2 separate regions of the Gossypium hirsutum genome follow, and region 1 is linked to region 2. A link is a contact called in public Hi-C data. All regions are on one chromosome and are shown on one strand. The core of a region is the stretch at or near the end of the contact, and the rest is flanking DNA. Distances in the headings are between cores, read along the strand shown.

Evidence for each region. Hi-C and Micro-C count contacts between places; a contact is called where the count stands out from the background.
Region 1: a Hi-C map of leaf shows a contact between it and region 2, with 8 times the contacts expected there. The contact joins the promoter of LOC107907881 here to the enhancer-like site in region 2. A contact is called at or near these places in 8 of 34 Hi-C or Micro-C datasets (callus, hypocotyl and leaf).

Annotation. Positions count from the first base shown.
Region 1 is chrD02:58,683,036-58,685,735 of Gossypium_hirsutum_v2.1, forward strand. LOC107907881 (anther-specific protein BCP1) reads left to right here and starts at 1,357. Exons shown (of 1, transcript XM_016835192.2): 1 at 1,357-1,674. The coding sequence starts at 1,357. The coding sequence ends at 1,674. It overlaps LOC107909738 (actin-related protein 3), which reads right to left. Exons shown (of 9, transcript XM_016837377.2): 9 at 2,363-2,700.
Region 2 is chrD02:58,608,758-58,611,457 of Gossypium_hirsutum_v2.1, forward strand. No RefSeq gene overlaps it. Among protein-coding and RNA genes, the nearest start is that of LOC107909734, 31 kb to the left of the region's middle. Within about 2 kb of position 1,419, at least 3 of the 9 cell types and tissues checked have an H3K27ac peak or open chromatin away from gene starts, as enhancers often do. A contact at or near this core is called in leaf, where this site is marked.

The sequences.
Region 1 (2,700 bases), core at 107-2,606, 74 kb after region 2:
TTTTGCTCACCAAAAACAATAATTGACATGTCGAAAGGTCTAATAAACCTACCTCTATGGAATGAATTTACTAAATAATTTTGTATCCAATGATTAAAATCCTAACTATTTAACACAAGGTAAAAGCAACCTCATTCATGTACAATTATTTACACTCACTCTACTCAAAGTGTGAGTAAGAAACCTCTCCGACCAAGGACAAACTACCCAAGAAAAAATATCCTACGAACAAAATAAAGCATTCAAACCTCATACCTAAGTAAGCTAGTCGACAACTTTAATTCATATATATAATTCAAACTTAAATAACATTTATCTTATCAGCTTGTATGTTAAATCTGAATGATCCTCAATCGATTAGTTATTAAGCCCTAATTAAAATGGTGATAAGTCCTTGTGAAATTCAAACATTTCAAAGTTTTCAAAAACAGTGACTTTCTTATCAAAGATTTTGTGCAAATTTATTTGGTTGTTTTTTACAATTAAACCTTATATTTGTTATCTATTTTGAAATACAAAACATTTAATATAAATATATAATTTAATAAATAAATAAAAATTTGTTGTTGTTGAAACCCATATTGCAACATTAAATCTAACCTTCACATAAATCAAATTAATGAGTTGATTAATTCAAACAAGATGTACAGGGCAAAGCTAGAAAACCTTTTTAGGGGACGAAATTAAATTATAATTTTTATGATAGTAAAAATATAATTGTTAAAGAATTAAATAAAAAATTTATTATTTTTAGGGAAGCCAAAGTGTAATTTTATCTTTATCAATTTAAAATTTTTAAAACTTTAAAAGGCCAAAATAGAAATCTTTCTCCATTTTTCATTTTAAGGGGCCAGGATCCCTGCCAACCCCCTAGATTCGCCCCTAAATATGAGATTCATATCTTATGATAACATTCCGTATTGTTAGTAATACTATCATAGTCACAAATTATTATGATTTTGAAATAATTTATTTTTTTTTTAAATAAATTTCCCTCGTAGGATAATGATATCAGTGTTTATTAAGTCATAAGACATTGGGTAATGAAATGAAATGGAAAAAATGAAAGAAAATGATTTAATTAATAAAAACAAGGTGTAGCGCAACAAAATATGCATGGTTTTCCAGAATCATCGGAAATGGATGTGAACTAGGAAGCCGTGCTTTGCGTTGAAGCATTGCCCTATTTTTGGCCAAATTGAAGGCTTTATAAACCTCTCCCACTCCTCCTCCGTAATTGTGCGGGTATAAATTTTCCATTCATATAACCAACCCTTAGAGAACAACATCACCCCATTTCTTTTTAATTACTGCTTCTTGTTCTCTTCCTTCTCACGTACCCCACCAATATCAATAATGGCACGCCAAAGCTTTGTTCTTGCTTTGGTCTTTATAGCTCTTGTCGGGTTGGTTTCCGCCGCCAATACAGCTTCTAAAGCACCATCTGCAGTCCCAGTACCCGATGATGATACCATCGGCAACACTGATGATGGAGCAGGTGCATCCTCCCCCGGTGCTTCTAATGACGCTGTTGCTGCCCCTCTTGGCAGTGAGCAGGAAGCTAAAAGCATGGCTCCTGCTCCTTCTAGTGATGCAACCACCACAGGTGTCTCTGCCGTTGGGGCGGCTGCTCTCACTGGGGCAGCTGCCATTGCTACCTACTTCGTCTTCTAAATTAGCTTCGTCTCAATCCAAGTAGTAAACCTCGAAAAAGGGTCTTATTAACCATAATTTGTACGTCTACTTTAATTTCATAGTCTGGTAAAATTGAGGTTTGCAAAGGCAGCTGCTTGTATTTGTTTATGAATAAAACTAATGAATATATATACATAAATAGGAAACTTATATGAATTTTTGGATTTCAAAAATAAGGTTCACATTTTTCATTTAAAATATAGTAAAATAATAATAATTGATTAGTCCATGTAATATTCGTTACCATAAGCATAAAATCTCAATCCCCTTTATAATCTATATAAAATATGACATTTTTATTAAGAAACAAGCACTAGTTATAAAATAATAAGCCCTACTTTGGTTAACAATTCAAGCAAAAGCATTGGGGTTAGAAACAGCAAATCGAAAGTAGAAATAATTAAATCTTTGGTTTTTAACAAGTGTTCCTCGTTTTAGGGTCCAGTAAAGCTCAAAAACCAATCATGGCTCCCTTAGATAGTGTTTTTGAGCTTTTGATTTCATGACAAACACATTCACCAATATAATAATGTTTCTTAGCATGCAACAAAGACAATAAACTTGGAAAATGGGAAGGATATAAATCCCATATTCAGAAAAGGATGAAAACATCATTATTGTACCTAGTCTGCACATTGACTGCTTCGCACAGTACACATATACCATATTTGCTAACATCTCGATTAATATTATTATACCAAACGAAGGACTAATATCAATTACAAGAATGTCAGAAAATAAATTTCTTAGATCAAAATTACTACTCCAATTTTGCTTTATAACAGAAAATGTACCTAAACTTTGTAAAATCTCTATCACATCCCTAAGTAAGCTAAACATTGTAAATGGAATTCAGCTCCTCAGATTTATATCTGATATTCCTAGGCGACTGTGAGGACCCTTTTTAACTCCAAATTAAAAAATGAACTTCTCTTTCTTAACCACTGCAATTGAGACTGGTTACCATGTTTTATACCACCTCTTACAGCAAATACACACAAGCAC
Region 2 (2,700 bases), core at 169-2,668:
TAAAAAGTATATTTTAAAAAATATTTATGACAAAAGAAATATAGATACTTAGTACCACGCATGTATAACCTTAAAAGAAAAAAAGAAGGTTTCAAGTTTTTGTATTCTTTTGAAGTTTTAGTTTGAGACATTGAGTGATTATATTTTTTTCTAATTTGAAAATTTTAGTTCTTTTGTGTACGTTAGTGGTTGTTATAAAAAAAAGTAAAATATATTTTTAACTCTCAATATTTACATTTTTTTATATTTGGTTCTTACCCTTTAAAAATAGATAAATAAGTTTAAAAATTACTTTTTCATATTTTAAATTAAAACATAAAAAATTAAAAAATATATTTAAAAAAAATTAAAATTATGAAAAAAATAAGTCATTTAAAATATATAAAATTTTCAAAATGCAATGTTATCTAAACTAGACTAGTTAGTCGAATTGGTTAGATCGAAAAAAGGCTAGGTTATTGATCCGGTGGGAGGTAAAAAAACCATTTGATCAATGAATTGGTACGAACGGGTTAAATTAGACTAAAAAAACTTTTTTTTTTGAAATTTTGGCAATGTGTCTAGAACTGGATTGATGGTTGAACTAGTCAAACCAATTAGTTCCCATTCGAATGGTCCAATCGGTTCAAAACAAATAAATTATTAAAAAATAAAAATATACAAAATTATAAAAATAGGTTTCAACCGGTTTTTTAGCTCTATTCAACCAGCTCGTACCGGTTTACAGGTCAACCAAGTTTTTACTTCTCATTGGATCGATACCCCAGTTGATTTTCGATCCAATCTGGTTTAGACAACATTGAATTTTGGAATTTTTTTATATTAATTTTTATTTAAATAATTTTTATTTTTCATAATTTTAGATTTTTAAGTATATATTTTTAAATTTGTTATGATTTTATTTAACACATGATAAAATTTAATTTTTTATTTTTTATTTACTTTAAAGTGTAAGGACTAAATTGATAAAAATTATAAATATTGATGGCTAAAAAAGTATTTTATATTTTTGATAAGGGACTGAGATTTTCAAATAAAAAGACAAAAGGATTCAATATTTCAAAGAAACATTTCACATATTTAAAAGAGAGTAAAATTTACAATTCAGAATAAAAGTAAAAAAGAATTACTTTGCAACAATGAATTGTAGGGATAGACACCAATAACCATGTTTTCCTTTTTTATTTGCTTTCCATTATATATGTATTTTTTAAGAGAATCAATTTCACTATTTGTAGAAGAAAGTAAGTCACTAAACATTAAAATCCCATTGTAACAAATTCAATTCCTTCAAAAACACCCTCTTATTTTCCTACCAAAACAAAAAAAAAAAAAAAAACGGTGCACAATAAATAGGGACGAAAGAAGTTGAAATTTTAATAGAACAAGAAAATAGTGATACCCTGTAGAAAATGCAAGGCCTTCCCCAACCTTGGCTATCTGGGCCACTTGTGGGCTTTAAATTTGTGAGCTTAAATTAGAATAGTTTAGAACTGAAAATATGTAAAAAATCACTTTAACTTTTCAGTGTAATTAATTATTATTTTTAACTTCCCTAATTTTTTTATATATAAAATGAGATCACATTACATCAGAAAAATCGTGTAGAGATTCAAGGATTTCATCCAGGGCTACATGAATGAAACATTGTCCAAAGGTCTTGAGAATGTCAATTTTGCCAAACCATCCGTTACCTTATTGCCTTCTCTAAAAATATGTAGTAAGTGAATAGTGCAATCTCGTTGGAGAATCTCTTTGATGAAACGGATCATAAAAGATTCACATTGCTTCCTTACTATATGTCTCAAGCACCACTTTTTTCAAATCCCTAAATCTAGTATTTTTTTGAATCCAAGAACCCACGCAATACTAACATGATAGCCAAAATGCTTTTATCAGTTGTGGGCTCCTTGGCCGTCCGTTAATTCTACAGGACTGTCCATATCCAACTTTATTCATGTGAGATTGTTTAAGTCCATAAAATGATGATGCAAGTTAGAGAAATGCAATTAGGCATCACACTAAAATATAAGGATCTTTGGTACAGCCAAACAATTAGTTCCATAAACTACCAATTGAGCCAATCATTAGGAATTGGTTGACTTCTTCTTCCTCTCTAAATTATTCAAGGGAATGTTAGGAGTTATATAATTAAAGTTTAGAAAATCAAATATTTAGCAACCCTATTTTATATTAAAAAAAAGAAGGGAATAAAGTTGACAAACAAGATGTGTTATTTGTTCCTTGCAGTAATTACGTACTTTTTTGGATTCTTGTCAAACAATCAATCTATTAGTATATTGATGTTTAGCATAATAAGAATCATTTTTGGAGTTTTCTTTTCGTATCACCCAAGTTTGATAGGCTCCTTAATTTGTCTTTTAATTTTGTTTTTCCGCACAAGGAAAATTTCACGCATAATATACATGTGGATTGTTATGTAAATGATATGTCGGCACTAAAATTTAATTAATGATTTTTAATTTTTAAAATTTTAAAAAATTAATTAGATGCTAATATGTCATCCACATGTATACCACATCAGCAAAGTTAAAAAACGTTAAAATTTTCATCTATTTTGGAGTGATTTGATAAAAAAAATGTAAGTTCAAAAGCTAAAAAAGATAAAAAAAATATTAAATGAATGGCTAAAATAATTTTTTCTATAAAATTAGAAACCAAATAAATCATTATACCAAA